Regions from separate parts of the Sus scrofa genome. Here regions 1 and 2 are each linked to region 3. The links are chromatin contacts, called in public Hi-C and HiChIP or PLAC-seq maps. All regions are on one chromosome and are shown on one strand. Each heading gives the region's core, a stretch centred on a gene start, on an enhancer-like site or on the middle of the called end of the contact. The rest is flanking DNA. Distances are from core to core; before and after follow the strand shown.

Region 1 (2,700 bases), core at 134-2,633, 170 kb after region 3:
CCGGGAGAGCCGAGTTCAAGGGAAGGGACACAGGGGCTCTAGGGGCAGGGCTGGCAAACAATGGACAATTGTTATGATTATTATTTACCACACCTTCCGCATGAGGAAGTTCTTGGGCCAGGATTCCAACCCAGGCCAGGGATCAAACCCGTGACCCAAGCCACAGTAGTAACAACGCCAGATCCTTAACTTGCTGAGCCACCAAGGAACTCCAATTGGCAATTAATTTTAATTTGCCTCCAACGGGGACTGCCCTTTCCGGAGTTCCTGGGCCTGGGGTCGCAGGGTCACCAGAACGGACATGGGGACGGCTGGGAAGGGCGCAGTGACCAGCTGACTCGGACGGCCCGCTCCGCAGGTACCTGGAGAAGTACCTGGCACACTTCCTGGAGACAGCAGAGCAGCACTTCATGGTGGGCCAGTGCGTCGTGTACTACGTGTTCACCGAGCGCCCTGCAGCCATGCCCCGCCTGCTGCTGGGCCCCGACCGTGGGCTACGGGTGGAGCACTTGGCGCGTGAGCGGCGCTGGCAGGACGTGTCCATGGCGCGCATGCGCGCGCTGCACCCGGCGCTCGGGGGGCGCCTGGGCCACGGGGCGTGCTTCGTGTTCTGCATGGACGTGGATCAGCACTTCAGTGGCGCCTTCGGGCCCGAGGCGCTGGCCGAGTCGGTGGCGCAGCTGCACGCCTGGCACTACCGCTGGCCGCGGTGGCTGCTGCCCTTTGAGCGTGACACGCGCTCGGCCGCCGTGCTGGGCCCGGGCGAGGGCGACCTCTACTACCATGCGGCCGTGTTCGGGGGCAGCGTGGCCGCGCTGCGGCGTCTGACGGCGCACTGCGCCCGGGGCCTGCGGCGGGACCGCTCGCGCGGCCTGGAGGCGCGCTGGCACGACAAGAGCCACCTCAATAAGTTCTTCTGGCTGCACAAGCCCACCAAGCTGCTGTCGCCTGAGTTTTGCTGGAGCCCCGATCTTGGCCGCTGGGCTGAGATCCACTGCCCGCGCCTGCTCTGGGCGCCCAAGGAGTATGCCCTGCTGCAAAGCTAGCAATGCCGGTGGGGGCCCTTCTGGAAGCAGCGGGGCACTGGGGGTGGGGGGAGACTGCGTGAACGCCTCCCCCGCTGCGGCATGGCTGCAGGAGGCTGGGCCTTTGGGACGTGGCTCCCGGAGGAGGATGAGCCATCCCTTTCCATCGAGACCCGGGCACCTCCAGCTGCCTGGAGACCTTTCACCTCTGACCTTACTGAGTTCAGCGGAGGCCCTCTGAAGAGATGTTTTAGCCCCTTCCCCATATCCCCTACGCTTTATATGGTACTGAGGCGCCAAAAGGGAACATGATGGCCCGAGGACCCAGAGGATCTATGAGTCAGCCTGTGAGGTCAGCAGCTGGAGAGCAAGACTGACCCTCAGGCCAAATACATCTGCTTCTAGGCACAAGCCCCAGATGAAGAAACTCAGTGGCATCCGGTTCCCTGACTTTGCTGGTTAACCTCCCCCGCTCTCTACACCGTTGGTACATAGTTAAGTAATATTATAATAAACTACATTATTCCAAAGTGCCCTTATGGCCCTTTCTCCTAGAGAGTCAAAAGTCCACAAAGAAGACATTTCCCGGCCACGGGTCCCATATGGCTGTTTGGCCACAGTGTCTGGGAGATCAGTGTTCTCACCCATGCTTGCTGTCCAGACTCTTCATCCTCAGTAGGGAAAAACACACGTCTGAGTAGGAGCGTGAAGTCATGAGGCCCTCCAGGAAAGGTGGTTCCCTCCAGGAAATAGCTGTGGGGACAAGGACATTATCTGCTGGAAGCCTGCCCCTGAGATTGTCTGACAGTTGGGGAAATGAGAGGGTGGGCCTTCCCTCTGGGTCTTTTGAACCATTTAGGTAGTGTTGTCATAGACCTTGATTTTTTTTTTTTTTAATTTGTCTTTTTAGGGCTAAACCCATGGCATAGGGAGGTTACCAGGCTAGGGGTTTGAATCAGACCTGCAGCTGCGGGCCTACACCACAGCCACAGCAACCATGGAATCTGAGCCGTGCCTGCGACCTACACTACTGCTCACAGCAGCGCCAGATCCTTAACCCACTGAGCAAGGCCGGGGATTGAACCTGCATCCTCATGAATACTAGTTAGATTCGTTTCCGCTGAGGCACAGACCTTGCATTTTTAACAGCCTCCCCTGTTTTCAGGTAGGAGAGCAATTCTGGCTATAAGCCAGCTCTGATGGTTTTCACAAGTGAACAATTTTAAAACACGTTCCAGTTGTTGATGAGGTGAGAGAAGAGATAACTCTCCTTTCAGAAGCAGTTCCAAGGTCCCAGGGTCTCCTGCCTAAACTAGCAGAACCCAGAAGGCCTTTTGGACTCCGGGTTAGAGCTAGGAACAGGCCAGGTGTGCCTAAGAACAGGTTATCGCTTGATAACTGTGAGCTGGCACACCCCTTCCTCTAATGGGAGAATATTCTCCACCTTACCCTGCATCATTCACCACAGGCCACACACGGACCCCTGAGCCAGCCAAGACTTGCGCGCAGGCCGCTGAGATCTGGACGGGAATCTGCTCCTCTTCTGACTCCCCGTGGCTGTGGAAAGGAAGAGTCCTTACCTTTGCTGCGTTTCAGTTTTCTCAACGTACAGTGGGGATGCCAGTCACCTTCCTTGCAGGGGTTGTGCTGCTCCAAAAACTAATTCGCCTTCTCC
Region 2 (2,700 bases), core at 184-2,683, 220 kb after region 3:
TCAGGGAGCCACCCCAGCACCCAGGGCAGGATTTCCGCCTAGAGTGGGGCCCGGGGCCACCCATGAAGGAGACACCCCCCCCAACACACACACTCACATACACAGAGCTCTGAGGGTTTCTCACTGCTCTAGGGCAGGGAGGGGGAGAGCAGGATTATTTCCTCATGCCGAGGGTCTTAGCTGGAAAGCCAAGGCCCACTCAGAGCCCTTACTGCCAACCTTCCCCTCCAAATCTGAGAATCTAGTTCCTTACAATGCCATCTTACACCGTCCCTTCCAGAAGACATTTCCTGTTCCCCCAAAACCCCCGTTCCCATCCCTCCACACCCCCCCCCGCCCCCCGCAGCTCTGAGGAAATCGGCAGTTAACTTTTTCCCCAAAACCCCGCAAAGGCATCTGGCTGGGGGAGGAGATGCTCCCGAGATCCTTTCGCGGCATTTCGCTGCCTTAAAAAAAAAAAAAAGAAAAGAAAAAAAAGAAAGAAAAGAAAAAGGAGAAGAAGAAGAAAAAGAAAGAAAAAAAGCTAAAAAAAAAAAAGAAGAAAAAAAAAAGAAAACTTTCAGAGTTAACTTTAAATTCCCAACCCTTCCCCCTAAATCGCCCAGCGGCTTCCTTTTTTTTTTTCTTTAAAGTGCAATTGCATTGTGTCTCACCTCCCCGCAAGGCTCTCGGCTCTTGCCAAAGAAAAGGAAAAAAGCCAACCCTTCGGGTGCCCCCTCTGCCTCCAGCCGCCTCTCCCACATTCTCAGACAGTTTTATTAAAATTTTCAGACAAAAGAAAAACAAAAATGGCAGCCTGGCTTATTTTTAAAACAGGACAGGGACGCCATATTCTGCAGATCTGCAAAAAAAGGGAGAAATCCGGCACTGGCCGTTCCACCGGGCCGGCTGCAAAGTGCGCGAACCGCGCCGTTTGCAATCCGTTTATTTGCATTAAGCCCCATGAATCATTGTTTACCGGAGAATTGCAGCAGGTTTGAATAGCCCGGCTTAAGAAAACACACACACACACACGCGCGCGCACACACACACACATACACACACGTACAAACACACACACGCACACTCGGAGAGCAGACCAGACACGCCGCCGGAGACACTTCCTACCCCGCGCGCCGCCGCCGCCGCCGCCGCCGCTCCGGGCCGGGCCCGCGGCGCAGGCAGCCCCGGGCCCTCGGAACGCCCCGGCCCGCGCTGACAGCGCCCGCGCCCCGGCCGGCCCCCCGCCCGCAACTCGGCGCAACTTTCCCGCGGGCGGGCGCCCGCCGCCGCCGGGCCCACTCCCCGCGCCCCGGGCCCGCACGGACCTGGCTGTGCTGGCGGCGGCTCCGGGACGCGGCCGCAGCCCCGCGCCCGGCGGCCCGAGCAGGGCCGGGCTGGGGCTCCGGCTCCGGGCTCTGGCTCCGGCTCGGTGCGGAGCGGCGCGCAAACCTTCCGGGTCGCCTGCTGTTCACTTCTGGGTTCTGCAAGCGCCGAGGCGGCGGCGGCGGCGGCGGCAGTAGGAGGCTGGGTCTGCAGCGCCGCGCGGCCCCCCGTGCGCTCGGCGAGCCCCCGCGCCAGGCGCCCGGCTCCGGGAGGGGGGGGGCCCGCGTCGGGCCCCCGCCTCTCCGGCTGCGCAGCTCGTCCGGCCCCGGGGGCTCCCGCGAGTGGGCAGCGCCGGGCGCGGGCGACGGCGCGCGAGGGGAGGGGGCCGGGCGGGGGGCGGGGGCGGGCCGCGCACTGGGGGCCCCGCTCAGGCCCCGGGGCCTCGTCTCTCGCTCGCCGCCGCCGCCTCGCAAAGTTGCGCGGCGCCCCCGCCCGCGCCGCGCCGGAGGCTGAGCCACAAAGGAACTCCTCGCCCCCCTCCGCCCGCCCGAGCCGCGCGGGGAGGGCACCGGCGCCCGGCCCTAGGCCAGCCCCTTCCCCAGCGCGGGGGCTCCCGGGGCCCCGGCGGCCGCAGCCATTGTCCCGCCCAGGCCGGGCCGCCGCCGCCTCGCCGCCCCCTTCCCGGCGATGGCGGGCTGGGGACTTGGGCTTGGCGGGCCGCGGCCCCGACCAGGCCGAGCGCGCCCGGGGCCAGGCTGTCCCTGGGGGTCTCCCTTGCAGATGGCAGGCGGGAGGGTGTCCCCAGGATGCCCCCTCCGCACCTGATAACCAACGATCGTGCTCAAAATCCAGGCCGAGATTTTTTTTTTTTTTTTTTTTTTTTTTTTTTAAGACGAGGACTCGGGGATGAGGGGCAGAAGTTTGTAAAGGCCAAGCCACCCTCCCTCCATAAGCCCCGGCCCTCCCTGGCCCTAGGCCCAAGCCCCCAAAGGGTGGGGCCTCCCGAGGCTGCCAGCGGTTCTCCTCGTCGAGTCTATCAGAGGTGGCAACGGCTGTCCCCCAGCTCCAGACCTCAGAGCCATCTGTGTGTGACTCCTCCTCCCGCCTCACCCTCCCCAGCCAATCAGTCACCAAGTCCTCCCAATTCGGCCTCCCGGGCTGTGGCAGCTTCCAAACTTCACTTCTACCTGAGGAGACAGCCAGTCCCCTTGGTCCTTTCACCAGGCTCAGACCTCCTGTGACACTGCCACCCAGCCCCTCGGCCAGGATGAATCCAGGCTGGCTCTGCCCTCAGGGAGCACCCAGGCCCCAGGGGAAGGACGCACAAAAACAATCACCCGCCAGTGTTTGCCTTCCTCCAGGAAACATTTTCCAATTCAGTAAAGAGTGGTTAAG
Region 3 (2,700 bases), core at 96-2,595:
ATTCACACATTCATGAAGTATTTACTGATTTACATCAAGTACTTACTATTCTAGCTGGGCAGTGGGGATATGGAAGTGCCTCAGAAACTGTTCCTGTCCCAGAGATGCTCATAGTATAGTAGAAGAAACAAAAAACCAACAGCAACGAAAAACCCACAGATAATTATGATCAAATATGGTAAATAGAGTAAAAGAGGTCTGTGGTAGCCAGAGTAGGGGGTGACTTAAATGAACCAAGTAACAGCTGAGTTGGTTCTAGAAGAAAGACTGGTTCTCTTGACAGAATGGGGGTTGGGAGGAAGGTGTATATTCTAAGCAGAAAGAACAGCATGTATAATGGTGAGGGACCAAACAACCTCCCCAAGATAGGTACCTTGAGAGCATCAAGATTAGGCTGTAAAGGGTGTTCATGAAGGGTCTTGAATGTCAGGCTAAGGTGTTTGGGTTTAATTCCATAGGTTATGGGAGTTAATGAAGGTTTTTAAATAGAAGGTCTCATCTGATTTGTGGCTATAATGTGTTTGTTCAAGCTAAGAAGGTGAAAAGGGGTAGGCTTCAGCAAAATCCCTGACAAGGAAATGTCGCCAGATGTTAAGGAAATTGAAAGATTTTAAGATCCCAGAATAGGGAAGAATGCAAGAAGAATCAGAATACACCTGGGTAAAGTGGATGTTGGTACCATTCAATTCCACCTGGCAGAAGGAAAGAGGTGCAGGTTTGGAGCTGAACACCACAGCCAGTCCCACCCACTGGGTTCCAGAGGTCACCACCAGGAGAGAAAGTGTAAGGGGTTAGCAAATCTAGTATGTTTGTCTTAGATGAGCAGGGAGAGGCTGGAACACTATTTTAAGGTCAGGCTTTAATCTCAGGCCCTCTTATCTTCACTTCTTGCCAGGGCCCAGGAACCCTCCTATCCTTCCCTATGAGGTCTCTAGACGCTTCCACCTTCAGAACTTCTCCCATTTCCCTCAGCTACAATCCTTTCTTAAGAACCTCTTCACGCTCAGGGCCTTCTATCTCCCTCCTAGTCCCCGACCCTTGTGTGACCCTTTCCATCACCGGACGCTTCATCCTCTGACCGCCCCTCACCCCCGACCCCACACAAAAGCTTCTTTCTCCCCTCTAACCTTCCCCGGCCCCCTGCGACACCACCACCTCCTAAGTCTCCAGCCCAGAGCCTTGAGTCTCAGCTGCCCCCGCCCCGCCACCCGGACTCACCCACCGAGACACCCACTTCACAACAGGGCGGAAGTGCTCCAGGGCTCGCGCAGAGAATGCTGGGACGCGGAGTCCCGAACGGCGCCACCCCGGGAATGGAGCGTCGGCGACTATAACTCCCAGAAGGAACCGCGCGAGCGCGTGTGGGCGGCCCCCTCCGCTTGCGACCTTTCAGACGTCGTCAGCCAATAGATGCGTCATCTTCTCCAGCCCCGCACCGGAACAAATCCGAACAGCGTTTACGCATGGGGGCGGGGCCTGTTGTGATCCCGGTCCTTTCCACAGGCTGCAGGATAATGGCACCGCCCAGTGGGCGGGCATTCAACCGAAGGGGCGGAGTCTATTGAAAGGGTGAAATGAGAGCCGGCCCCGAAGAGAGGAAAGCAGAAACGAGAAATAAGGAGAGACGGTGTTTAGAGGTGACCAGACTGGTGGGCGGGAATTGTCAATTCAAATTTAAGCAGCATGACTTTGGATCTAGTGTGAACCTCGCTTTCTTCACCTGTGAAGTGAGAATAATAATAGCATCCGAGACTTCCTTGGGCTAATATATCTGGAACGATTAGCTCAAGACCTGGGTCCTGGAGTTCCCTTAGTGGCGCAGCGGAAACGAATCCGACTAGGAACCATGAGGTTGCGGGTTCCATCCCTGGCTGCGCTCAGTGGGTTAAGGATCCTGCGTGGCTGTGAGCTGTGGTGTAGGTCGCAGACGTGGCTCGGCTATGGCAGTTGCTGTGGCTCTGGCGTAGGCCGGCAGCTATAGCTCCGATTAGACACCTAGCCTGGGTGTGGCCCTAAAAAGACAAAAAGAAAAAAAAAGACCTGGGTCTTAATAATACACAGCGAATATTAGCTATTATTATGTAAATCAGTTAGTACAGAACTTGGCACTTCGTGGGTGTTGGAAGACTGTTAGTCATTATTAGAATAATAATAATCAGAATGATTTTAATAGACATGCAGTTGCTTTGTTCCACTGTGAATATTCTAGGGTATGAGCAATCCGAGTTTGAAGAGTGGGTTTTGTAGTCAGGCACTGATCCACATCCCAGCCCAATGACTTCATAGCTATGTGGTGCTGAACAAATTACTGCATCTCTTTTGTCTTCAGTTTTCTCTTCCATAAAATACAGGTGATGTAACAGAACCACACTGCAAGGTGTTGCAAAGATTAAATGAGATAATGCAGGTTAGGTATGGTCTCTGAAGTCAAGCTGCTTGTGTCTGAAACCTCAACTTTTAAATGCCGGATATAGGCCTTTCCACTCACTAGTTGTAAACCTTAGGCGAATTACTTAACCTCTTTATGCCTCAATTTTCTTATCTGTAAAATGGGAATTATAATTATGGCATCTACCTGATAAAGTTTGCTAGAGGAATAAGTGGGGGAAAATATGTAAAGAGCTTGAGCTTGTATCTGGCAGAAGGAATTTAATCATCATTAGCTATTACTATTTCTACTAATAGTTAGGAGACTTTGGG

Evidence for each region. A called contact is a pair of places that touch in the nucleus more often than the background predicts. HiChIP or PLAC-seq counts read pairs in DNA pulled down with a chosen protein or histone mark.
Region 1: a Hi-C map of embryonic fibroblasts shows a contact between it and region 3, with 2.0 times the contacts expected there. The contact joins the enhancer-like site here to the promoter of ZSCAN20 in region 3. A contact is called at or near these places in 2 of 5 promoter capture datasets (fetal liver and liver), 15 of 47 Hi-C or Micro-C datasets (brain, embryonic fibroblasts, epiblast stem cells and 8 more) and 2 of 2 datasets of contacts at active chromatin or transcription factors (alveolar macrophages and skeletal muscle).
Region 2: a contact with region 3 is called in an H3K27ac HiChIP or PLAC-seq map of alveolar macrophages. The contact joins the promoter of ZNF362 here to the promoter of ZSCAN20 in region 3. A contact is called at or near these places in 1 of 5 promoter capture datasets (liver) and 1 of 2 datasets of contacts at active chromatin or transcription factors (alveolar macrophages).

The regions. Positions count from the first base shown.
Region 1 is chr6:89,556,769-89,559,468 of Sscrofa11.1, reverse strand. A3GALT2 (alpha-1,3-galactosyltransferase 2) reads left to right here. Exons shown (of 5, transcript XM_021095855.1): 5 at 359-1,977. The coding sequence ends at 1,046. Among named protein-coding and RNA genes, the nearest start is that of A3GALT2, 4.7 kb to the left of the region's middle. Within about 2 kb of position 1,383, at least 18 of the 83 cell types and tissues checked have an H3K27ac peak or open chromatin away from gene starts, as enhancers often do. A contact at or near this core is called in alveolar macrophages, embryonic fibroblasts, retroperitoneal adipose tissue and 2 more, where this site is marked.
Region 2 is chr6:89,512,559-89,515,258 of Sscrofa11.1, reverse strand. ZNF362 (zinc finger protein 362) reads right to left here and starts at 1,433. Exons shown (of 9, transcript XM_021095853.1): 1 at 1,308-1,433.
Region 3 is chr6:89,731,211-89,733,910 of Sscrofa11.1, reverse strand. ZSCAN20 (zinc finger and SCAN domain-containing protein 20) reads right to left here and starts at 1,345. Exons shown (of 8, transcript XM_021095857.1): 1 at 1,223-1,345.